Linked DNA regions of Mus musculus: all the other regions are linked to region 2. A link is a contact called in public promoter capture Hi-C data. All regions are on one chromosome and are shown on one strand. The core of a region is the stretch at or near the end of the contact, and the rest is flanking DNA. Distances in the headings are between cores, read along the strand shown. Region 1 holds the start of Tnfrsf4 (tumor necrosis factor receptor superfamily, member 4). Region 2 holds the start of Gnb1 (guanine nucleotide binding protein (G protein), beta 1). Region 3 holds the start of Prxl2b (peroxiredoxin like 2B). Region 4 holds the start of 9430015G10Rik (RIKEN cDNA 9430015G10 gene).

Region 1 (6,057 bases), core at 3,194-5,693, 520 kb before region 2:
GTCAGCCCACTCCTTCCCAAGATCCCCCCTACTATCCCTGATGGCAAAGGACCATAAACTTCAGTAGTTATTTAATAACACTGAGTTTTGGGGAATAGAGGAAGATGTTTACCCTTGGCCAAAACTAGATCCCTGCTGCCTGCAGTGCATTAAATATGCAATCTCTAGGTTTTTAGTCTGCATGTCACTCCTTAGATGAAAAGGCTTATAATTTTTATGATGGGGTCTCTAGCTAGGCCCCAAAGGCTGTTTCCTGATGGTAATAAATTACTTTGAATTAGGTAGGCCCCAAAGGCTGTTTCCTGATAGTAATAAATTACCTTGAATATCTCTTTTGGACCTACACTCACTGGTCTAATAGCCACCCTTGCCACATTACCTGCACGTCCCTGGATGCCTAGGCCTTCTTTCTGGTTAATTTTTAGAAAACCCATTGCCTGTAGAGATGCCTTGTTGACAATTTTGTTGGAATTGACCATATTTCCCACAATTAAAGAACCAGGCATTTTGAGATCTGAGACCTTTAGCAGCTTGGTCACAGTCTCTGCAAATGACCATATTTACTGCAATTGAAACACCAGCATAAACCGGGCAGTGACGGCGCATGCCTTTAATCCCAGCATTCAGGAGGCAGAAACAGGCAGATTTCTGAGTTCAAGACCAGCCTGGTCTACAGCCTGGTAACGGCTATACTAGAGTTGGGTCCGCAGTTGCAATGGTTAACATGGTGGAGGGAAAGAGCTGAGAACGTTGAAGAGTGGAATAGAGCAAGGGGAATGAATATCGTCAAAGACGAGTTGCTGGGTGAAGGGCAGTACTGTTGCTACAAAGGACCATCAAACCCTTCTCACCATTCATGTGGCTGGAGAGAAAGGATAACTCTGGTTAGCTGCCTGAGCTACAGGGGTGAAAGAAACACCGCATTTCATGAGCCCCGCTGATGACCTCGGTACTTAGGCTCTGCTTGCCAGGACTTTTCCATTTGGCTAAGACTCTTAGGTCCACTTAGAGCAGTGTTTCTTAACCTGTGTGCTGCAGCCCTTTAGGCAAACCTCTATCTCAATAATACTTGCATTATGATTCATAACAGTAGCAAAACTATTGTTATCAAAAGGCAAAGAAGGGTGGGTAGGGGATTGGGGGGTGGGTATGGGGGACCTTTGGGATAGCATTGAAAATGTAAACGAGGAAAATACCTAATAATAATAATAATAATAAAAGATGGAAAAAAAAAGAGGCAAAGAAAACAGTTTCATGGTTTGGGGCCACCACAACATGTGAAACTGTATTAAAAGGGTCACAGCACTAAGAAGGCTGAGAACCCCTGCCTTAGAGTAAGACTCTGGACTGCTCATCGAGTTGCCAGTTGGCTCCCCAGGTACTTTCCCCTTGGCATTTCAGGTCTCTGAATTCCATACCCGTACTCACACTGGAGTACATGTGACCAAGTGTAGGTCTCTGAGTGGACCTTCATTTTGGCCCCAAACCCTCCCCAACCAGAATAGGAGGCCACCTCAGCCCTAGTGCCAGTCACAGACTCACAGCTGCTAGCATGTTTATTAGGAGCACCACCAGGCAGGTAGTATGCATAGCATACATAGGAAAGCCCAGAGCCAGCCCAGCACCTAGAACGGTGTGGAGGGTACTGGCAGGCATCAGGATATGGGTTGTCCGTGCCCCATAAAATCCACTCCTGTAGTAATGCTCAGATCTTGGCCAGAGTAAAGTGTGCGTCTGTGTGTTCCTCCTGGATCGGGGTCCTGAAGCTGTTTCCCCCTAAGAGAAGCACAGAAGGAAAGAGCAGTGAGGAGCTATGGCTCATCGTGAAGGAGGTAGGCTTTACTGAGCCCAATGTGATACTCACAACAAGGTTTGGGAGTGTTAGGCAATCTCCAAGCCTTCCGGAGCAGGTACAAGGCCAGCAGGACAGTCAAGGGAGCCAGCAGGCCCAGGCCCAGGCCTAGGAGAACAGCAAATGCAGGGCCTATGAGGAGAGGCCAACTGAGTAAACTCGCTCACCCTTGAGTTCTCTCCCTATCCTCCACTGCGCCAGTGTCCCTTACCCTCAGGAGTCACCAAGGTGGGTGGAGAGGGCAACTCAGAAGTCCTGGGCCAGACTGTGGTGGATTGGACAGTGGTTGGCCTGAATGTAGGGCGCTGGGTCTCCCAGAGCAGTGTGGCCAGGAGGCTTCTGTCCTCACAGACTGCGTCCAAGCTGTCACTGGCTGGGTGGCGGGTCTGCTTTCCAGATAAGGTACAACTGTGGGACGAGACAGTGTTGGAAGTTGCACTGAGCCATCTTCAGTTCTGCCAAGACTTCCACCCACAAGGCAGGTACCTATGTCTGCGTCTGTCTTCACCCTGTTTTCATCCCTGGCCTGCTCCTGGCTGGGGTTCTGCCCTTTCAAACCCCTACCCTATACTTCTGTAGCCCCCTGGAGAAGAACTACAATGTGAGAACAAACATGTCCCTGGGCCTGGGCTTGGATCTCACATGCCCCTCTCAATCTGCAGGGGCCCCTTGCACAGTAGAGCCTGTGTTGGTGTTCGTGATGTCAGATGTCAGATGCCCTAAGCACAGGGCTTTCTTATCCAGTCCATCACAGTCATCTAGATAGCACCGCTTAAATGCCCAAACCCTCTGGTCCCATTCCCTCCATACCCCTAGCCAGCCACAGTACTCACTTGGTCCAGGGCTTGCAGGCCTGGTTGTTGCCTGGAGAAAAGTGGCCAGGAGGGCAGGGAACACAGTCTGCAGCAAAGACATAAAGTCAGCTTTCTGGTGCTATCAGGCCCTGGATGCCGGTGGAGCCGAAAGGGAGAGTAATTGCTCATTCCCTGGTGCAAACAGATGCAAAGGTTGGCCTCTGCAAGTCCCTTCTTTCCCGCACGCTTCCGACTGACACTGACCTCAAGGTTGACCCTGAATCCAAGTCTTGGCCTGACCCACTGGAAGAGGGGCTTTCAGTTAAGAGTAGTTAGAGATGCTGGGGAAGTGACAATGTATAAAGTGGGAGCAAGGCTCATTTATACCATTATCATGGTCCTTGATTCAAGGGGGCCAGCATACATTGGATCCCACGGACAGACACGCGCCTGCCTGGTATAGGGACAACCCTGAGGCTCACCAACTCCAAGCTTGTAGCCGCTGTCCTGCCGAGGTTGGGTGCCTGGTCTACATCTGCAGACAGTATCCTGAGTAGGTGTGCAATTCTGCTTGAGTTCACTTCCACTTCCTAGGGAAGATAAGAGACTGAATGAGGCTTACCCAGCCCTGACCTATGGACAGGGCAAAATGGACTTGCTCCTTCTCAATGGCACAGGAGCAGAGCTGAAACTGAAGTAATGTATGATAGCCTGCCTCCTGGCCTCTCCTCTAAGACCCTCTTCCTGGCTATTCTGTTCCTCCTGGTCAGATAGCCCTGGAGAAAGCGACTGAGTGGGCACAGGGCAGCTATGATCTATCTCCCTTTTCCATCCTCCCCCAACTTGTCTCCAGCCTGAGTCAGAATCCTCAGATAACCCTACCACCTCCACAACTGGGCCTTACTCACCAGAACAGCTTGAGCAAGGCCACATGGTCAACATGTGTTCTACCCCAGTTCCACATGGCTCTGGCTGAACTTTCACCCCATAGGAAATGCGCTAGCTATTAAGGACCCCTTAGTGATCAGGATTCATTGTGGCTTTAAGTTAATTTTGCAATCATATAGGAAATATAGGCACCCACTGTTGTGGCTAGTCCCTGCGCACTGGACAGTGAGAGTTAAGAGTAGGAAGGACTCACGATGGTTGCACTGTGTACACTGCTTGCAGGTATCATAATTGACAGCTTCATTGTAGAAGCCAGTCTCACACGGATGACATAGAGTATCCCTGGTATGATCACAGCGGCTCACCATACCATGGCCTGTAGTGGAGCCCAGAAAGTTACACAAGTTAGCTAAGGCCTGGGACTGTGGATACACAGCACCGTGGCTCTCCCAGGACCAGCCTCTGTCTGTGACATTGTCACATTTGTGACAATAATCTCTGACATTTACCCCCACGTATTCTGGACCTGTGTCTCCATTGCCCCAAGAATCACCCCTCCCCCACCCGGCCACTACATCTCAAAGCCAGGCTACTCACCTGGCTGGCACTCACGACAGCACTTGTGACCACTGGGGTAGGTATGTTTAACACAGTTGAGCCGCCTTGCTGTAACTCCAAGTGTGAGTCCCAGCAGCAGAAGGGCTGTGGGCTGCTGAACCCACACATACATCCTTGTCTGCTTTCTGCCTTCACAGGAGTCTGGGGTTTTTCCTTGCAGGGTGTGGCTATAAGAACTATGGAGGTGGGGCAAGAAGAGTAGGCGGACAGGCAAGAAGGTATGTGAACGTGTTCCTGTGTATTTGGCACAGGCGTATGCAGAGTCCCATGATAAGCTAAGAAGTGCTTTGGGCCGCTGGGGAACGTGAAGAGAGGTGCAGATACCCAACATATGCACACGAAGCACACAAAGAAACACACACGTGCACACAGGCATTAAGAAAAAAATTTATTTTTAATTTTATTTCTTTTTTGAGGGGGAAGGGTATATGTATGGTAAGTATAATGCCCAGGGAAGTCAGAAGAGCTAGAGTTATAGGCAGTGGTGAACCACCATCATGAGTGCTGGAAACTGAACTTTGGTTCTCTGCAAGAACGCATGCTCTTACCACTGGGCATGGCAGTACACTTCTTTAAAGCCAGTACTCAGGAGATGGAAGCAGGCAGCTCTGCCCAGTCTACATAGTTAAGTCTCAGGGCAGCCAGATTGTATAAGAGAGACTTTGTCTCAAAAACAAAAACACCCAAGAGAGCAGTACAAGCTTAACTACTTAGCCATCTCTCCGTGCCAGTGGATTTATTCTCCTTCCTTTTTTATAATGCTAAGAGCCTAAGCGTTTTACTTGCTGGGCAGCGTTCGACCACTGAGCTAGAGCCACAGCTCTCTTCATGTTTTCTTTTAACAGTTTCACTAAGTTGCCCAGGCTAACATTTGAACTCATTCTGTAGCCCATGCTTAGATTTTTAAAAAGAGATTTATTTTTAACTCTGTGTGTGTGTGTGTGTGTGTGTGTGTATGTTGGGGGAGGGGACTTACACGTGGCCCTAGGAGGCCAGAGATGTCTGATCCCCCTAGAGCTAGATTATAGGCAGTTGTGAGCTGCATGGTGTTGATACTGAGGACCAAATTTGGGTTGTGGCAAGTAGTTCTACTGAGTGAACCATCTCGATGACCTTGTACCCCCCATCTTCCTGCCTCCACCTCCCAAATGCTGCGACGACAGGTGTGTGTCAGTGAGCTCAACGCGGGCCTTCTTTTCTTACACTCAAACCACTGCACTGAAGGAGGAAATGAGTTAGCAGGGGGCAGTGCCTTTACTACACATTTAAGCTGTGATATGACATAATTATCAATTCCCAAACTAACTGGGAATTTACATGCTAGCTATGCATAGTGGTGTACACCTGTAATCCCAGTTTTCAGGAGACTAAAACACGATGGCTGTGAATTCCATGCTAGTCTGGGTTATATAGACAGACAGTCTGTTTAAATAAAAATAAGTGCAGGGAATAGGACTGGGGCTGGAAATCCCCCACCTAAGATCACATGTGAAAACAGAAGTCCCCAGTCCTCTCATGGAAACACCTAACCTGGAAGGTCAGGGTGAGCTAGGGAATACATAGAAAAACCCAGAACGGGCCAAGTGGTCACAGAGACTGCCCTCCCCATGCTTCTGAGTACAGTGAAGGCTCTGGAGAGGAATCCTCAGGGAATCCTGGGCAACATTCTCTAGTCCTAGTGAGCAGGAAGGAAGGCAGGTGGTCTGTCCTAAGACCAGGTAGCTTAACAGTTAGCACCCCACCCTAAGGGCCCCCCCCCTCCCCTCGGAACTCTGCTGTCCTTGGCTGTCACACTTGGCCAAACAGTTTAGCATCTGCACACAGGTGAACAGAGGTGCAGAGAAGCCTGGATGTGTCCTTCATTCCTAGAATCCCCTGCAGAGGATCTGTACAGGACAGCAGGTC
Region 2 (6,021 bases), core at 1,484-3,983:
AGAGTGCTGGGATTAGAGGATACCCTACCAAATCTTGTTTATTCTGCAACCTTCTAAATCTCAGGAAGTTTACCTGGTCTCCCCTTCACCCAAATCAGATATAACCAAGGCTATCAAACACAGAAAAGCCTTTTTAAAAAGTGTGTTCAAGGGGCACTCTGTACTACTCGAATTAAACGAATACAGATTTGATATCAGCTCAGATACTATTTAAGAACTGTTTGTATCCAGTGGATGAGTTCATCCATGGAAGACACTGTTCAAAGTTGCATGCTCAATCTCCTGCATAAAAAGATCCTTGCAAGAAACCACCAGATAAATAAAATACAATCCTGACACTGAGCATCTGACACTAAACCCAGGAGCCAGGCAGCAGGTATGAGCACACAGCCTCAGAAAACCTACTTTTGACTTTCAAGGCTCTCACCTTCTAAGAAAGACAGCACACTGTAGAAGTGAAATACGTGCAGTCAGAACCCTACACCTACAGTCTAGCCTCTCCCATGCAGACCAGGGCCTTCCCAGCTGCACTGCATTCCTGCACAGGTCTGTGAAAAAGGTCACTCTCCCTAGGTCCTATCTATCCAGAACCTAGCTCTGCTGTCTAGAGGCTCAAAGCCTCTTCACATTTCCATCCCTGGCCAAACACCCGGCGGAAGAAATTTTCCTTTTGCAATATACCTTCCAGAAGAATCCAGAAGACATCTTAGCATGAAAACTAAAAGCCTTATCTTCAAATATCTCCCACCACCAAAAACCACTACAGCTTCAGATGTAACAAAACAAAACAAAAACCCAAACAAACAAAAACTACATAGAAACTGACTAATGGTTTCTCTGAGGACCACATTTAGTCTCCACAGTGAAATGGAACTTTTCACAATATTAACACTTCCATTTATCATGATAGAATGACTACATATTTTCTTAGTTAACAGTAAATCTCACAGGCTACTTAACCACACACAGAGAAAGGCTTGATTGCTGCTATCAGATCGAAACATAACAATACAAAGTACTATTACTACCAAACCAACACTACAAATTACCTGAAATTTCAAAATTCATGCACAAGTGTCATTTATATACTTATAAATTCTACTAATTCGGGGCTGGAGAGATGGTTCAGGGGTTAAGAGCATCGGCTGATCTTCCAAAGGGTCTTGAGTTCTGTTCCCAGCACCCACAAGTCAGCTAATGACTCTAACTCCAGTTCCAGGGAATCTGACACCCTCACATACACACACAGACACAGACACATCCAGGCAAAACAGCAATGCACTAAACAATTAATTAATTAAATGAAGCCCCACTAATTCTCCTCTCAAAATAAAAATTTTGACATAACCTCTTTAAAGATGAGCTGAACACGTATAGGGATGCTATTTCGGGATGCTAATCCTGTGGTTTAAAAAAACCCGGAAAAAAAAAATGTTTAAATGTATCAAAAGGTCAAAAGCCAAGCTGCAGTTCCCCAGGGGAACCCGAGGCTGTGGAGGAGACGCGGAAAGACTAGGCCACCCTCTGAGTGCTCTGGGCAGGACGTCCCCTCCCAGCACTGATGCATCAGGCGAACCCAGGAGCCCGGCGCCTTTTCCTCTGCACCGGCCACCAGAGCCGGCCTTTGTTTTCAGCCCCGGCAGCGGACGGCGCGGTCCTGGCTGACAAAGGCGGGTATCGCCATCTTGTCGCGGCGACCGGACGCGGCGCCCATTCATTTACGGGTGCCTGGGGCCAGGAAGGCCGGCAGCGAAGGAAGCTGGGAAGCTTGGTAGCCGTAGGCCCGCACCCGGCAGGGGTTGATGGCCGAATCCAGTAGACTCGCCCCGTGTCCGCTCCCCGCGCGCCCGGCCGAGTCCCACGCCCCGCAGGAAGGCGCGGTCCGGAGGGCAGAGCTCGGCTTTTGTTCCCGCGGGGACTCGGCCGCGAGAAGAAGCGCCTGCGGCTCTCCTGGCATCCCCACCTTAGCAAGCCATCCAGGCTCGAACCTACGACCCGAGCCCCAGCCCTGCATCCCGTTCCCTTTCTTAAAACTCAAGACCACCTCCGGGATCCCGCATCAGGCCCTAGACCCCCCCGCCCCCCGCAACAGCCTCGACCCCAGGAACATGAATGAGTCTGGAAACCGAATTCCGACACGGGCTTTGAACCCAAGACCACAGATCAGGTCCCGCATCCGGGATCCAGCCTTGAACCCAGAACCCATCCCAGATCTGGCCTTGAACCCAGGACCTCCACCCAGGTTGCCGCATCTCCGGGCCCGCACCCCGGACGCGGCCTTGAGCCTAAGACCCCGGCCCGGGCCTGCGCCCCGGCCCAGGCGGCTCCGCCCCATCCCTCACCCCCCGGACCCCGAGACCCCAGCCCTGCCGCCCACCCGGCACGCCGGGGATCGCCCACCCAACCCTGAAGAGCAGGATGAAGACGGCGGCCGATGACCCACGAGCGAGAAGAGCCGCAGGGCCTGGCCCAGCGCGGGGCAGGCTCAGCTCACAGACCCCAGCCGCGCTCACCTCGCCCTCGCCCGGTCTGGCGCCCACGCCGCCGCCTGGTCGTCGCGCTCGCGGCCTGCGGGCAGGAGTCGGCGAGGCTGGTCGGGTCCGCGCGGCGGCTGTTCCAGTCCCAGCCCCGCTGCCCTCGCCGCCCGCGCCCGCCACCGCCGCCGCCGCCGCCGCCGTCGCCGTCCGCCCCTCAGACGCCTCCAGCCATCAGGATGGGCGCGGCGGCCCCTGCCCGCAGCCTCGGGAAACCCCACGTCGCGTCACCGCGCACGGGCGGCGTGCGCGTGCCGCTCTTTCCGCCCCGCCCCTCCTTCCCTCTGCGCGTGCGCGAGAGGCTTAAAGGACCCGTGATTTTTTTCCCCCACCCCACCCCACCACCACCCCACACACCCCGCAAGGGTCTTCCAGGGACGTTGGCAGCCTATCGGCCTCGGTGGCCTCTGGCTCTGACCTGACGGTGTCGGCTCCTGTGCCATGTGCCCCAAGCCAGAGGGCGGTGTGTCCTGCCTGAATGACCAGCCCGGGAGGGCCGAAAGGCGTGCGTGCGTGCGTGAACGGCCTAGCAGGTTCTAGACAGCGGGGGTAGAGGGGTAGGAATAGCCAGGTGGGACAGGAAAGATGTCAAGATTAACCACCAGAATCTTTAAGACATGCCATCCGGTCTGGTCCGTCGTGCCTATTTGTCCAGCCATCTTCAACTAATATGACTCCTGCCACAATGACTTTTTCACTCCCATTCTGCCCTTTCCAAAACCAGGTGAATACCTCTCTTATTTCCTCTTGGCCTGCACTACCCTCTTTTAAACAAGAGCCACAACTCTCTGGGGGGCCTGGCCACCACGCTGACTCTGAGACCTTTCCATGATTCACACTTGATACCTTCCCTTCTTGTTAGCTTCTGTGCACCTTGCAGCCTTTCCTTGAAGCCCATTCCTTCTTGAAACAGCCTTTGAGTGGTCTGCACACTTCCCCCTCCCTGCCCTGGGCGCTTCCTGCCGGGCCATAGAAATGTGTCTGTCATTGTTCAGTCCTGACAGTTTCCTCATATACTTTCCCTGTGCCAGCCCTGATCTGACGCCTGATTTTACGAGCCCTAGCTTCTGCTAGTGGATGGGTAGAAGTGAGGAACCAGGTATTGGATATTCATTGCTACAAAAGTGTCATTGCTGAGCAGGCACCCTGAGGGAAAACATACATTTACATGAACATACATATATGTACATGCAGATGGTCATGTGGGCATTCGTATCTTTTTCTTGATCACAGTAAGTGTGTGGTCTCTCCAAAATACTGCATATTCTCTTCCTTGCATATTGAGTGACCTGCTTTGAGAGTAAGAAGCCTGGTTCCAGTTACCTCAAATATATCCACCACTGCTATCATCTCACCCTAGGGCCTCTGACCCCTGGGACTCTATGCCCTTCACTCCATCTGTTCGAGACCTGACTCTGTCATTTGTGACTGTTTTTTACCTGAAGTTCTTGACAGCTCCATCATCCCACTCTCTCCAAGTAAAAGTACAGGGTCCTTCCTTCTCACCATTCTCTCCACTGTCCCTTGTGACTCCAACTTCCCACAAGTGCCTCTTCCATGAACTTGTGAAGGCCAGACCTTTGATGATACCACTTCTGCACAGATGTCCCCAACCCCTTAGTAGCCCAGTCCCGAGAGAATATCCATTGCCAGCTTCATTTCCTCAAGGGTAGCCTATTCCCAGTGGTCTTGCCCTGCTCATTTCCTACTTTAATACTGTGACTCTGGTGAAGACGTCCTCACCCACCATACACACCCCACCCCCAGAGGATGTCAGAGGATATTTATGATCTGAGAAGAAGGTATCTAAGTGGTATTCTAAGTTCCAAATGAGAGGGCCAAGGCCCAGCAAGCGGAGCAATGCCTGGGAAGAGAGTGGGAGAGATAAGATGCCTGCTAGTCCCTGCTGGTCCAAAAGAGGGTGGAGCTAGAGGATGTGAACAGCTGGGTAACCAGGAGACATCCGGGACCCAGGCTCCTGTTGGTTCCACAGTGAAGGGTAAAGGGATGGGGTACATTCTGGTACCTTTTGAAAATTAGAGGGTTGGGTTTCTGAGTATTGTCCGGTGGTCTCAGGTTTTAAGGTAATCACCAAACACCAGCAGGCCTGACGCCCGCCCTTCAGGGCCTCCCTGGTGAAGGACTTAAAGCAGAAATGAGAGGGAGGGAGGGAGGAAGAAGTACTATAGACAGGAACCAGACAGAGGCAGTTAGCCTGAAGTATGCAAGGCAAGTTATCTCTCCAGCGTCCTCCATGTGGCTGTACCCCTCAGCCACTCCTAGGTCTCATAGTGAAGATGGGGGCAGGGAGGGAGTAGACTGGGCCCTTTAGAGGCTCTGGGGCTCCCCTGTTCCATAAGCTGCCTCCCTGCTCCCAGTTATTGCCAGCCCATGAGCAAGGTCTCTTATGAGGACATTGAGCCTAACGTGGTTGATATGGCTGGACTGTTGCTTAGAGACAGCCCAGGCTAACCTAGAGTTTGGGATCCTCCTGCTTCAGCCTCCTCAGACTTTGAGATTTAGCCTCTGTACTTTCCTCTATCCTTGATCTGTGACTGTTCAGGGTGGGGCAGAGCCTTCCCTGGAACTTGCCCCATAATGCTCGCTGAGGTAATCGTTTTTGTGTTTATGGACAGGGTTTCAGGGGCAAAGTTGAGGGGAAGGAAGGAAGAAGAGGAGGGGCTGACCCCTGATTCTCAGATCCCTAGCCGAAGCTTCAGGTTGCCACATGGCCTCACCTCAATCTGATATGTGCGCTCCTCGGGCAGCAGGGACCTCTGGCCCTGGACCTTGGTCAGTCTCCAGCCTGCTCGGACTAGAAGCCTGCCCTGAAGATGGTAAGAAGCTAGCCTTTCCCCCAAGTCTCTGAAACTCCTTCGTCCCTTTAGCTTAGGCCTCTTGTGATTTTTGGCTCCTACACTGCCACCCAGCCCCCTCCACAGACAAAAGCTTAGGGGATCCCTGCCTCTAGCCCAGGACTCTGGCCTCTCCTGATTTTTCAGGCACACTCCCTTCTCAGGAAATATCTCAGAAATCAGATGGCAAGTCCATAGCCACACCCAGTCAGATATGACCAGCCCAGGGCCCATCAGCAGTGGCTGCAGGGCTAAGCAGGCCTCCAGGGTGGAGGCACTGCCCAGGGGCTGGCTCAGTGCCCAGCCTTCTCTAAAAACCCAGGGAGCATGGATGTATAATTCAAGTGCCCCTCCCCCATTCACTCTTGAGCAGGAAATGGCCTAACAGGAAAGTAGGTCTTCTTAAATGTGAATTATTCAAACAATCTAGACATGTGACGGGACCCAGAGCTAGGCAGTGCCCTGGTGCCTTGCTCCAGCCAGGCTTTGAAGAGGCTTGAAACACCAAGGAACATTTCTAGATTTCCAGATCTGGTTAAAAAAAAGGGGGGGGGGAGGGGCCAGGGTAGTGACCAGTAAAGTCCCTTTATCTTGGCCTGGATTCGGACCCTGTGAGCATCCATTCCTGTCCT
Region 3 (6,562 bases), core at 1,618-4,117, 590 kb after region 2:
AGACCCCAACTGAGACAGTCATGGTGTCCTTAGAACAGTGACTAAGATAGGTGAAATTCCCTTCTACCCAACTACTGATCAAAGATATTGCTCAGGGTTGTGTATGCCCCTCTGGCACCTCTCAAGGGATCTCTACATTACCCTGCTTGTGGGCAACACACACACAGGTCCCCCAGTCTGCTGTGTCACACATAGTCATACCCCAGGAAATCAGCCTAGCATTTATGCTCGGAGTCTCATATTTTCTGATAATAGTGATGGGTGATAGCTAGCTTGCTCAGCTCCAGACTAGAAAATGCTTTGTAGAAGACATGTACTTTCCTGTCCCCAGAATCCACCTGGCCATTGCTGAGCTCTGGCCAATGTCATATGAGCATAACAACGTGTCCCAGTTCTGATCTGCCAGGAGAAGGCAAGTTCCAGCGTGCTATAGCTCTTTCTCGTAGCCTGGCTCTCAGAATAAGCAAGCACCAGGAGTACAGAGCCCTACCTTCTGACACTCACAGGAGCAGGAGGTGTAACTTAGTTGCAGTCTTCAGCTGAGGCTTGAGGTTGTTACTGTAGCACAACCCAAAGAAAGCTGACACAAGATGACATATTAAAACTTACAGACGATAAACCCAGCTGTCCTCTGAGGTTGGCACTTCTCTGCTTAAATGTTTAGTTCCACAGGTGTCTTAGTTTGGATTACAATGTTATGAAGAGACACCATGACCAAGGCAACTCTTTTGAAAGAAAACATTTAATTGGGGCTGGCTTACAGTTTCAGAGGCTTAGTCCATTATCACCATGGCGGGAAGCAAGGCAGCATTCTAGTAGACTGGGGCTGGAGAAGATGCTGAGAGTTGTATATCTTGATCAGCAGGCAGTGACGGTGACTGTTCCACACTGGGCAGAGCTTGAGCATAGGAGACCTCAAAGCCCATACCCACAGTTTCACACTTCTTCCAACAAGGGCCACACCTCCTAACAGTGCCACCGCCCATGGGCCAAGCATTCAAACCCATGGAGTCTATGACAGCTAAGCCTATTCCAACCACCACACATGTCATTGATATGAGATAGTCAAGATTATGCCAGTCCAATTTTACTGGTTTGGCATAAGAACCAATAAAAGCAGAAACTAAAATGATCACGCAAGAGAGGCACTGGAGGAAAACCACAACAACCCTACCCCAAAGCATAGGAAATCAACATCCCTGGAAGGATTCTGGAAATACAGGAAAGGAATGGCCACGAGTGTTTTCAGGTCCTTGAGCTGGGAAAGGAATGGCCACAAGTGTTTTCAGGTCCTTGGACTAGGTACCTCTAACCTATAAAACTTGGAACAAAGACTCTACAATCCTCTGCTCCTGATGACCTGTCTTACCTGGGGCTCCATGAAGACGAGGTGGGTTCTGTCACACTGTGTAGGCATATGTGAGTGAGCAGCCTCAGGGAAGGGCCTGCTGGCTCTTCCTGTTCAACATGCAGCACTTTCTGCAGACATCTTCCCATGCTCCTGGGACCCTCGCATTGTACCCCTCAACACTTAACAGGAAGCAGAGGAAGCCCCATCTCTGGATTTCTTCTGGTGGTGCTTCCAGGACCAGTTGCTCTACAGGACCAGCTCCTCCTGATTCTGCAACTTTATTTTCTTTCCTTTTTTAAAATGTACCTTTGCACACCTGTGTGCACTTGTGTGTGCCCGGGGAGTCCAGCGGTTGAGTGTTTTACTCAGTGCCTCTCAATCGTATTTCTTGAGACAAGGTCTATTGCTGATTCTCATGCCTTTGCTTCCCCCAGGACATGGGATTACAGGTCTCTGTCATTTTACCGAGTCACCTCCCCAGCCTACTCTTGCTTGCATAGGTTTGGGCCCAATGTGAGTGCCTGGTGCCTGAAGAGACCGTAAGGGAGCATCAGATGCCCTCAAGCTGGACTTGCAGAGGATTGTGAGTCGCTGTAGGGATGCTGGGAACCAAACCGTGGGCCCTCTGCAAGAGCAGCTAGTGCTCTTAACCACTGAGCCATCTCTCTAGCTTCTCCTTTTGACACAGTGATATGTATGGTTCCTAACTTCCTGCCTGGCTGTTCAGCCTCAGCTAGGTATCTTGTGGTGGCTCTCTTCCTTTCCTAGCCTCTACATCTGTCAGATGCTTGAACATGGCCCTAGAAAGCATCACAGGGCTTACTTAGTGAGGAAAGGACAGAACACGTGGATTCCTGAGCCTTCTACTCTTCCTAGGGACACACCACTGCGAGCTCCTGTTTATCTCCTTTGGATTGTTGTACATGAGAGCCCGTAGTTTAAAAACTGACATCCACACAGCAGGAAATGGTACTTTACGATGGAAGTTAATAGGATTTCGCGAAAATGCAAAGCAGGAACTTAGACTTGGAAAGGCTGGTCCTTTCACTACTGTAAGTGCCGGCTGCCCTACTGTTCCTCACACTAGTGATTTGTGAGTTCGATTCCCCGTTTCAACTTTTTGGCTCTAATTCTACCACCCTGCTGCACTACTAGGGACCACCTGATGCTAGTGGAGAGCTACGCAAACGCTAGAGAGCCACGCAAACGCATTCTGCGCAGGCGCACCGCTTGCAGACTGTCCATTGAGCTTTACCTGCTACGCCATTGGCTAATAAGCTTATACATATGAGAACAACCTAGGCTTAGGCAAAGAGATCTGCAGTGATTGTCTCTTTGGAGAGAGGGTGTGCCTGTATACTAATATCAGGGGCGGAGCCTGGGGCGAGACAAGCGCACAGTCATGTGACCTGAACCCCCTGGAGGTGGTGCCCACCAGGACTGGGGCGGGATTATGGGCGGGGCATAGGCTGGCTGAAGAGGCTGCGCAGGACAGAGTGAGCCTCCCCAGGCTGCGAGAAGGGACCGTGGAGCAGAAAGGGACGGAGGAGGCCATGAATGTGGTGGACCTTGGTCGCGTAGGAGCGTGTGTCTTGAAACATGCAGTGACTGGGGAGGTGAGATTTGGCTCGCGCAGGGCGGAGAACGCCTCCCCTAATACCTGGCCCAGAGCCTTGGCAACTCACATGGGTTGGAGTGGAGGTCCTGAGGGGTCCTATGAGTTCGCGTACTGGGCGTGGGTACAGCTCATGGTCCACAGAGGAACCATCAGGAGGACCAGTCAGCTGCGAATCTTGGAGCAGCACGCTGCGGGACATGTGAGGCTGCCGGGCATAGGGGGTTGGTGAGCCCATGTCCCCTGACCGATCCATTCTGTAGGCTGTGGAGCTGCGGAGCCTATGGCAGGAGAAAGCTTGTGTGGTGGCCGGTCTGCGACGCTTCGGCTGCATGGTGTGCCGCTGGATCGCCCAGGACCTCAGCAACCTCCGGAGCATCCTGGACCAACACGATGTGCGCCTGGTGGGCGTGGGGCCTGAGGCCCTGGGCCTGCAGGAGTTTCTGGATGGTGGTTACTTCTCAGGAGGTGCGACTCTTCCCGGACTCAGAGCCTGGGCTGACCTCTCCCTTTCTAGGCCCAACAAGAACATATTCATGTGTCAGCATATGCAGCTCTTCCCTGCCCTGCCTTCAGCCTGTGCCCTGGCTGGTGCCCAGACCTAGTGGCAAAGTCCCAGTGACTCTTGCCCTTCCCGTTTAAGCAGTGGTGACATTCAATCCTGCCTTGCTACTCATGGCTTGGGTGGGTGGAGCTGGATACAGTAAGTGGAGGGGACAGACTGTAGGAAGCCTGGGGCACATAGCTGTGGCTTTCCTTTCTAGAACTCTACCTTGATGAGAGCAAGCAAATCTATAAGGAGCTGGGCTTCAAGCGGTAAGTGTGACTGTTTGTGGGCATGAGTCTAACCAGGGACAACAGGAGGACAGAGTGGCCACCGCTCTCTTATGTACCTTCTTGCTACTGCCATCTGCTCTGCTCTCCAGTTTGTCTCATGGAAACTGACACTGGTGCTTCAGCCAGCCCTTCTTTGAGTCTTCTAATGGGTGTTGGTCCAAGGCAGGCCTGTCCTCAGAAGTCTGCTATTTCATAAACAGGAGGGACCTTGGAGCCCAGTGCCTTAGCCATGGCTCATTGCAGTCCTCTGTTGCCACAGACTGCCTGTCATGATAGGCAGTGCCGGCTAAGCGAGATCCCTGGGCACACCCAGCTTGGAGCTCATTCCCCACACTCCACACCACCTCTCCAGGGCCCCCAAGGCTAGCTGTATTCAACCTGGGGGCTCTCAGGGCTTGTGTAGAGCCTAGTTAGACTGGTTGCTGATCTGCCTGAGCCCTGGGTTAGATAAGTGGGTGGGGCAGGACACTGGGAACAGGTGTGGATACTTGTGTTCCACCAGAATCTGGACTAGGGACCCTATCTATGTCTTTGTAGGTACAACAGCTTAAGCATCCTACCAGCTGCCCTGGGAAAACCTGTTCGTGATGTAGCCTCCAAGGTTTGTGGTTTGAGAGCATTGGTGGGAATCCCTGCAGCATTCCCTCCGGGACTGACCTGAGTCCCGTTCCTGTCTTTGCAGGCTAAAGCTGTTGGTATCCAGGGGAACCTGTCTGGTGACCTGCTGCAAAGTGGAGGGCTGCTGGTGGTCAGCAAGGGTGGGTCAGGGCAAGATAGAGCCCCATCTTGCCCATCTTGGTGGCTCGTGTCATGTCTTCATGCTCCCTCTCTGGTCTTGGGTACCTGGGTGAGGGATTGGGCTGCTTGGCTTGGTCAGCGGATTTTACTCTCACTTCCCGGCACAGAGATGCAAGATGCACACAACTGACTCCCTGCCTGTGGTTACAGGTGGCGACAAGGTACTGTTGCACTTCATCCAGAAGTCCCCGGGTGACTATGTTCCCCAGGAGAACATCCTGCAGGCCTTGGGTATCTCTGCAGAGGTTTGCTCCAGCAAGCCACCCCAGGTGAGCAGAGGCCTTGGGGAACACTGCTTGTTACCAACCCTTAAGTATCTATCGCTCGCTTTGGGACGGTGCTTGGTGTAGCCAGGCGCTGAGCTATAGCCTCTTAGGATTTACGTAATTTTCTCTGCGTTGGCAGCCTTGGGAGGTAGTTGAGTCTCTATGACTCTGCTTGCAGAGGGGGATAGGCTGAGCAGTAGAGAGGCCAGTGGGCAGGCAAAGCAGGGCCCCACTGTGGGTTGAGAAAGGGTGGGCTGTTACCTAGGTGTGTCTGTCAGGCCTTAGTATGGCCATGATGTCCTGCCTCCCGTTCTCCCGTGGAAGAGAGTAACACGCGCGTTAGGATGCTTCCCATGTCCAGTGTGCCTCCTTCACAATTTGGGTGGTGGGCGCCACTAGCCTCTGAGGAGTGCGACCAGGCTGATGGCCCCTGTGGTCTCCACAGTGTGATGAAGAGGTGTGTGGGAGGTGACACGCACAGCCTGAGGACCCGGAGGCATCTGTAACCTTGGATGTGTTTGGAACACAAAGAATCCCTGTGGAGCCACTGAGCCAGGACGTTGGACCTTGTTCATCTTTCAACAGCAATGAGCCATTAAAGTGCAGGTCCTGGGCAGTGAGCGTCTCACTGCTTCCACAGTGCACCCCCGTCCTTCCCACAGCACTGTTGTTCCCTACAGGCAGGAGGGGTGTCGAAGTGTCATCTTCCTAGAGGACAGACTTCAGGCCTTGGTTATGGGACCCTGGGGACAACCGTGTCATTTCCTTCCAAGGTGACCTAACGCTGTAGCTCACTTTGTTTGAGGACAGAGAGTCAGGCTGAGGATACGGAGGACAGAGTTCTTCAGTAGGACTTTGGCCCCAGCCCCCAAATGGAGCCCAGTTGTGGGGACTGGGGAGGCAGGTGTCTGCTTGTGTCTATGGTGGAAGACTGGAGGCTAATGGGGTTCAGGGAAGAGATGACAGATGAAGACCGAGGAACCCTTCCCTGATCTGAATGGCTGGTATGTCCTGGGAGAAGCCTGGGTCAGGCTAAGCATGTCTGTGTCCCCAGGGTCCTAAGGTCCAAGCAGAACTCCAGACACCCCACCATTTCAGGGCTCCCCTTGTCAAGGGATCTTCCCTCGAGGTGGGGCCCTAATGGCCAGATTAGCTCTTTCTAAATCCAAGCCAGGGTGACTACAATGTCCACCTTGATGTCCTCCCTCTATCCAGTGACATTTTGTAAACAGCAGGTGATGTCCCCTTTACAATCTAGACCATCTCTGGCTTCCAGATTCCACCCCTTGCTCCCCAGGTCTCTGGGTGTCCCTGCCAGGTACTGACGTGAGTCACCAGAATGTAGATCTGGTCCAGCCCTGGAAGCCCAATCCACTGAACTGTGGTTGTGGCCTCCAGGGGCATCCTGGTCTCCTCACGGTTCCCAGCGCCAAGATTCTCAGAGGTTGGTCTGGCCACAGTTTACCCAGGCCTTCCGCCCCCCTCCCCCAACTCCAACATGTACAAAACAAAGTCTTCTTTGAAGCGTTTACTTAGCTCAAGTCTGAAGCTCGAGAACATTTAGCCACACACTATGGAGAGGGTGGAAGGCAGCTGACTGCTCTTCCTGGGCTGCTGACCCTCACTGGCCTGAGGGGGCGCAGGACCGGCACCACTCATCCCGGGTGTGGGCGGGTGGCTACACTCTAGGCTGGG
Region 4 (6,689 bases), core at 2,625-5,124, 620 kb before region 2:
AGTTTCAGTTTGAGGCTAAAAATGAGGAATTAAACTCTCTGGCCTAGGGCAGTGGGAAGTCCCACTTGAGGGATTATGTGGGTCCACATGACCCTTAGGGGTTCGGGATGATATAGGTCTAGTCCTCTGAGCAGGGGACGTAGGAATTTGTACTGTAATTCACTTTATACTGGATTTAAGCCAGGACTGTCAAGGCAATGACCACACTGCAAGAGGCAAGAGGTGGTGTTCAGGCCCGCAGGAGTTATCTTTGAAGCCTTATCCGGAGCCTTTCTGGCACTCATTAGTACATGTGTTTTGTTTCAGTAATGCATGCTGGGTTTCAAAATACATTCTGTCCTTGACTTAACTCTTCTTTCTAAGGTATGAAATCTTCTTAGAGACATATTTATATCATAGTCTGGCTGCCCCTCAACTGTAAGATGTAATCATATTTCAACCTTTCTGTGAATTTAAGGTTTGTTCACCCATAGACCTGCCCTGGCGGAAAACTTCCAGATGTTAAACAGACCCTCTCTCTGAGAAGAGCATCCCTAAGCTTAGGTCAAGTTAAAAAAAAAAAAAAAAAAAAAAGTCCAACATTAATCAACACTGCCACGTGTTACATAATTTCCACACAATAACCAACATCTACTTCAAATAGACAAGTCAGGGGGCTCTGAAAAAATGTGTACCCATGAGGCCACCACTGCAGCAAAAAGCTATCAGTATCGGAGCCTTCTATGAGCCCCACCCCCACCCCCGCTTCCTCAACCTAAACTCCAGGCAACCAAGCTGACCTTGTCACTGCAGTCTATAATTTCATATAAATAGAACATACAGTCTAAGTGGCTCCTTCCATTCAGCACCAAGCATCTTTAGGCGTGCTTTGTTATGCGTGTTCTGTTCACTACCATGTGACTGCTATGAGGCTATACTCCATTTCCTTTCCCTATCACCTGCTAACAGGCTCCTGATCTGATTGTATCACTTGGGAAATCACAGGGCCTTGAGCACACACTATGTGAGCCTCTATTTCTATTTCTTATAGGTAAATACCAAGGAATGTGTGTTGGATCAGAGAGGTTTAATTTGTCACTTTTAGTACCTCTTTACTTGCCCACCAGTGAAGCAGAAAGGCTCAAAGGTGCTGCATCCTCACCAATATCTGGTGATGTACTGGCGGGCACCTAGTGGTATCTTATGTTATCAGCATCCCCCTGACTAGTAACGGTTGGCATCTTTTCATGACATTAGTCACACGTGTGTCCTATTGAACTGTCTTTTCTCATCTTTTATGTGTTTTAATTGGGTTATCTTCCAATTAGATATGGCAGTTCTGTAACATGTACTTATTCGCTCTGTGTGTGCATGAGTATGCACATACATGCCACCAGACACATGCTATATAGCATGTATGTGGCCATCAGAGAACAGTCAGTTCTCTTCTTTTACCCTGCGGATTTCAGAGATCAAATTCAGGTTGTCAGCCTTGGCTGTAAACCCCTTTATCCACTGAGCCATGTCACTGGTTCAGCCATTCTGAATGTACTTTTTAAGTTTCTGATTATTTGTTTATGTCATATTTACACATCTGCTAAGACATGCATGGAGGTCAGAAGACGACTTGTGAGAGGCAGTTCTCTTCTTTCACTATGTGGGTCCTACACATACTTTCCTGTTGTGCGTGGTGTATACACGTGTTTAGAAGTGTGTGTACACCAGAAGTCAGCAGTGACTACTCTCCACCTTATTTTGTGTAGTGCATGTGTGCATGGGTTCACTTTCCCACGGCACGTGTGGTGCTCAGAGACAGGAGATGCATGTCTTCCTCTATCACTCTCCACCATTGTTTGTTTGTTTGTTTGTTTTGGAGACAGGTCTCTCTATAATCCTGGCTGTCCTAGAACTAGCTGTGAAGACCAGCTGGCCTTGAACTCACAGCGATTCCCCTGCCTCTGCTTCTCTGGTGCTGGAATTAGAGGTGGGTCATAGGATCTTTCACTGAACCCAGACCTCATCACCTTTGCTGGATGGTCAGCCTGCCCTGAGGAGTTGCTTGTTTTCCTTCTACTCAAACTGGGATGAGGGAGGTACGCCACCTGCTCTTTCAATAGGGACTGGGAATCTGAATTCAGGCTCTCATGCTTACACACGCATTTTACCCTCAGCCATCTACCCAGTCCCCATCCACTGTATTTTTTGAGACAGGCTCTTTCATTGAACCGGGAGCTCATTGATGCGGCTCAGCTGACCAATCAATGAGCTCAAGAACCCATCTGACTCCATTCCTCACATTAATGTGGGCACTGTGGCTACAAACTCATCCTCATACTTGTTCTGCAGGCACTTTTAACTGAGCTATCTTTGCCACACCTTTTTATTTTTTTGAATTAGGATCTCATTATGAAGGCCAACCTTGCCTGGAACTCACTGCATCACTATGTAGACCAGGTTGGTCTTCAACTCCTGCCCCTGCCTCCCAAAGTGCTAGGGTTACAAGCATGGGATTACAGACCACTGTGCATGTGTGTGCAGTCTTATGTATTTCAGGCTGGTCTCAAACTATGTAGTAGATGATGTCTTTCAAGCTGATTTTCTTTTGAGATAGATTCTCATCATTAGGTAGCTACACAAGGAGTAGCATTGTTGAATACCTGTTCTTACCCACTATCCTGGAGCCTGGAACTCAAGAGATTTGCCTGCCTCTGCCTCCGAGGTGCTGGGAATGTGTGCCACCATTGCCTGGTAGCAATGTTCTTTTAATGAGTTACCTTATAGATCCAAATTAACATGAACAAATGCAAGCCAGTTCCGAAAGGTTGTGACAGATGCTGCTAGTGGACAAAAGAGCTCACCTAAGATGAGTTAAACTCATCAAGATATGTGCTTGCTTTGTTTTGGGGAAGATTATTAAGGCCAGGATATGGAAGTCAAGAAAAGAAACTATTAGCCGAGTTACGGGGCCACATGCCTTTAATCCCAGCCTAGTCTACAGAATGAGTTCCAGGCCAACCTGTCTCAAAAAAAGAAAGAAAAGGAAGGGGGGATGGGGGGGGGTGGAGAAAGAAACTATCTGCATAATTCAGATCTGTAGTTCCTTCTACGAGCTTCTAAAAATAAAAACGGACTCAAATTATTGTCTAGCTCTTAACGTAGTTACCAAACTATGTTTGTAACCTGGCTCAACCTGGTGAAGCCAACCCATGACTTTCTTGCGGGATTTATTGTAGAGGAGAAGCAAAATGTGAGAAAGCCCCAGATTCAAATCCTGCCCCCACCCCACCTCGGCCACACACAGCACCACAAACCCACAAATTAAAAACAAAACAAAACAAACAAACAAACAAACAAAAAAAAACAGTTTTGCCTTCTTTGTACACTGCAGTGAGACTAAGAAAACCCAACAAGATTACGAGACAACGGCAGGGGTTACATGGCCAACCCCTTTCCCAAAACAATAAAAAAACAAAATACTGGGCTAAGTTCGACACCTTTACATTTAATGCGCCGAAACGCGGGAGGATGTGTAACTCGCTGATATAGTGGCTCTCACGGCAAAGTCCTCAAGAAGAGCACATCCCGCGGGAGGACCTCGCCCCCTTCACGACACCAACCCATCTCCCACGTCCTCCACCTCCGTGCAGCTCGCGGTCCATGTCCCCTGCAACCTCCCCGTCCCTCCATCCACCACGCTCCACTCCCGGCTCCGTCCGTACCGCCTCCTCACTGACAAGATGGCAGGCAGCGAGGGAGGCGCTGCCCCGCTAGGCCCTGCATTAGTCTCAGAGTCCCAGAGTCTGCGCTACCCGCGGCCTTTACGGCGTCGCTGCAGCCGCCACCTCCGCCAGAGCAGGGCCCTCACTCACCACTCGCCAGCCGAGCTCCTTTCGTACCGGCCGCCCTGCGCGCGCCCCGCGAGCGTCTCTGGGATTTGTAGTCTCTGGCCCGCCCCCGCCCAGGCCGTGGCGAGGGCAAAAAAACTACAACTCCTAGCGGCCCCTTCGCCCAAGTGCGTTTACCCAGGATTCCGTCCTGGCAGCGGGTTTGCGTTCCCAGCGCTGACTGGGAAATGTAGTCCAAGAGGACTTGAGCCTAGGGAGGGAAGGAAACGACTACATTCCCCAATAGTTCTAGGGGCGGCCAATCATCGTAGTCCTTGTTAGGTGGCCGGCCTTGGTTCTAAGCAAGGCTATGGAGTGTAACGTCCGCCTCGCTCCAAGAGGGTCACAAAAGAATTCAAAGCTGGAGCCGGGTGTCGGGGCGCACGCCTTTAATCCCAGCACTGGAAGGCAGAGACAGGCGGATTTCTGAGTTCGAGGCCAGCCTGGTCTACAAAGTGAGTGCCAGGGCTATATAGAGAAACCCTGTCTCAAAAAAAAAAAAAAAAGAATCAGAACTGCCAATCAAGGCTATGGTAGCCTTTGAAATATTTAACTGGCTATAGTTCGTGATTTGGCTAGCCCCATTTCAAGATGAAGACAAAGTTCAAATTCATTCTTTTGTAAAAATCGGGACTTTCTAATACATCTTTGGCGTGTCTGCTTAGGGAGCTGGACTCTGGTTCCTCCCAAATGGGAAGCCACACCCACTCTTAAGCCGAGCATGGTGCCTCTGGGGTCACCAAGTGGAATGCTTAGGAGGAGTCTTGTCTCTGGGCTGCCTGATCGCCCCGGCCTCTCACTTTGGAGGCCTCGGGTACTTAGGCTTCTTCACAGAAGCTAAAACTCCATGGACGCCCCACAGTAACACAAGGAGGAGGCACTGTACTTTTTTTTTTTTTAAAGATTTATTTATTATTATATGTAAGTACACTGTAGCTGTCCTCAGACACCCCAGAAGAGGGCGTCAGTTCTCATTATGGATGATTGTGAGTCACCATGTGGTTGCTGGGATTTGAACTCAGGACTTTCAGAAGAGCAGTCAGTGCTCTTACCCACTGAGCCATCTCACCAGCCCTGGCACTGTACTTTTTGAAAGCTTACATCTTCTCTGAAGTGAGGTAGAACCACTAGACCGCCCCTGGAAAAGAGCAAAACTGTGTGCACCAGGGCTCTGTTTTGAACAAAGATTAGAGAGTATCTGTCAGGCTTGGTCCTGTTTTTTTCACCCTGCTCTCTGCTAGGCCTTCCTCACTTCCTCATGACCTCAGTTTCTCTGATCTGGTAGAGCTGGTCAGACAACTCAGCATTCTTTGCACCACCGCGATTTACTCCTCTCTGGAATTCTACCCTAAGGCCCAGTGGATCTAAGAATAAAGCTGTGGTCTTTCTTGGCCAGCCGCAGTGACTACAGCAGCACGGGGGGGGGGGGGGGGGTGTGGGGGGGGGACTGTGGTAAAATGGACGAGATTCTTCCTAAATTAGTGACATCAGGACAGACAGGATTTCTGTCTGTGTTGCTTTTTTTGTACTTCCTCTGGGCTACCCCCAGGACCTCTAGTATTTCTGGCAAGTATTAGGAAAAGACAGATGACTTTGAAAGGGTTGTGTGTGTGTGTTCATCAGAGACTTGACATCCACGGAGCGTTGGTAGGCAGTGAGTATGAGGGAAGAGTCATACGCAGGACACTAGCACCTCTTCTTTCACTATAAATGCTTCTGCTAGGATGGAAAGGTGTCTGCGGGCTCAGGAACCCAAGAACCACACAGCTCTGAGAGGAAGCCTCCTCGCATTGCAGCTCCCAGGGGAGGGATCCCCAACTGAGCTGAGGAGCTCAGGACCCTCAACTTCTTAGCTTCTTTTCTTGGCTTCTTCCAATGACAGAGTAACTCCAGGCAGTGAATCTCACAAAGGCTATTTATTCAAGGGAAGAATCCAGGAAGAGGGACAAATCCAGGGACAGATGCCCTCTGCTCCCAGGAGTGAACATCAGGGAAATGGGCACAGGGCAGTGAAAATAAGAATTTTTGAGAGGGCGGAGCTTCTCAGGGCAGAGATGACCAGAGTGAGGATTTCAAGTCCTGAGCTTGGGAATCTCAAAGATTGGTAGACTTTCATGCTCAGGGGTTAGTGGGGTGTGTGTGTGTGTGTGTGTGTGTGTGTGTGTGTGTGTGTGTGTGTGTGTGTGAAGTTCAGGGATTGGTAGTTTTTTCCCGCTTGGGGATTTGTGGGTTTTCCACCCCCTTTTCCCTGCGTTGGGCCCAGGGTTGCCATCTCCGTGGAGCTGATAGCAGACCTATCCCCAGCCCATTTTGTAATATTACTGTAGTCAGTAGGTTTATTTGGCCTTGGAGGGTAAGGGTAGCCTTAAGGTTTTCTGAACCTCAAATCCCTATACACAGAATTCACCACTCTAACTCTTGCAAAGCGCTGTCTAATCCAGTTATAGTCAAGAGCACAAGATTTTAAGTTTCCTTGGTCATCTGAGTATAGACTTAAGATTGCTTCTTTATCGGCCAGCAGTCAGGAAAGCAGGGGCAGGAGTATCTCTTAGTTCGAGACCAGCCTGGTCTACAAAGCAAGTTCCAGGACAGGCAGGGTTATTATACAGAGAAACTCTGTCCCAAGGGAAAAAAATAAGCTTACCATGCTGAAAGCATCTTTGTCCAATCTATACATCCAGCTCTCTGAACAGATGAAAGAGTGTTCACGCTTTTAATTCTGAGCTATAGCTTTTGCTGTGACTTGAAGGCATGAATCTGTTGTTGTTGTTTTGTTTTGTTTTGTTTTTCTTTCTACAATGTGGATTTCAGTACAGATTACAATAG

Evidence for each region. Promoter capture Hi-C pulls out the DNA fragments that hold promoters and counts their contacts.
Region 1: a promoter capture Hi-C map of liver shows a contact between it and region 2, with 2.5 times the contacts expected there. The contact joins the promoter of Tnfrsf4 here to the promoter of Gnb1 in region 2. A contact is called at or near these places in 2 of 39 promoter capture datasets (liver and stem cell-derived epiblast-like cells).
Region 3: a promoter capture Hi-C map of pre-B cells shows a contact between it and region 2, with 4 times the contacts expected there. The contact joins the promoter of Prxl2b here to the promoter of Gnb1 in region 2. A contact is called at or near these places in 2 of 39 promoter capture datasets (liver and pre-B cells) and 1 of 115 datasets of contacts at active chromatin or transcription factors (pancreatic cancer cells).
Region 4: a contact with region 2 is called in a promoter capture Hi-C map of liver, with 2.7 times the contacts expected there. The contact joins the promoter of 9430015G10Rik here to the promoter of Gnb1 in region 2. A contact is called at or near these places in 2 of 39 promoter capture datasets (liver and pre-B cells) and 1 of 115 datasets of contacts at active chromatin or transcription factors (pancreatic cancer cells).

What each region holds. Positions count from the first base shown.
Region 1 is chr4:156,012,081-156,018,137 of GRCm38.p6, reverse strand. Tnfrsf4 (tumor necrosis factor receptor superfamily, member 4) reads right to left here and starts at 4,443. Exons shown (of 7, transcript NM_011659.2): 1 at 4,132-4,443; 2 at 3,788-3,910; 3 at 3,129-3,236; 4 at 2,686-2,752; 5 at 2,064-2,260; 6 at 1,865-1,984; 7 at 1,549-1,776. The coding sequence starts at 4,264. The coding sequence ends at 1,706. Sdf4 (stromal cell derived factor 4) reads right to left here. Exons shown (of 7, transcript NM_011341.5): 7 at 4,528-6,057.
Region 2 is chr4:155,488,073-155,494,093 of GRCm38.p6, reverse strand. It overlaps Gnb1 (guanine nucleotide binding protein (G protein), beta 1), which reads right to left and starts at 2,733. Exons shown (of 12, transcript NM_001160016.1): 1 at 2,514-2,733.
Region 3 is chr4:154,895,348-154,901,909 of GRCm38.p6, reverse strand. It overlaps Prxl2b (peroxiredoxin like 2B), which reads left to right and starts at 2,867. Exons shown (of 7, transcript NM_025582.3): 1 at 2,867-2,967; 2 at 3,230-3,434; 3 at 3,731-3,782; 4 at 4,341-4,404; 5 at 4,486-4,561; 6 at 4,752-4,870; 7 at 5,313-5,480. The coding sequence starts at 2,905. The coding sequence ends at 5,339. Gm52690 (a long non-coding RNA gene) reads right to left here and starts at 4,490. Exons shown (of 2, transcript XR_003955190.1): 1 at 3,860-4,490; 2 at 725-3,479. Mmel1 (membrane metallo-endopeptidase-like 1) reads right to left here. Exons shown (of 24, transcript NM_013783.2): 24 at 6,380-6,562.
Region 4 is chr4:156,107,183-156,113,871 of GRCm38.p6, reverse strand. It overlaps 9430015G10Rik (RIKEN cDNA 9430015G10 gene), which reads right to left and starts at 3,874. Exons shown (of 10, transcript NM_177205.1): 1 at 3,699-3,874.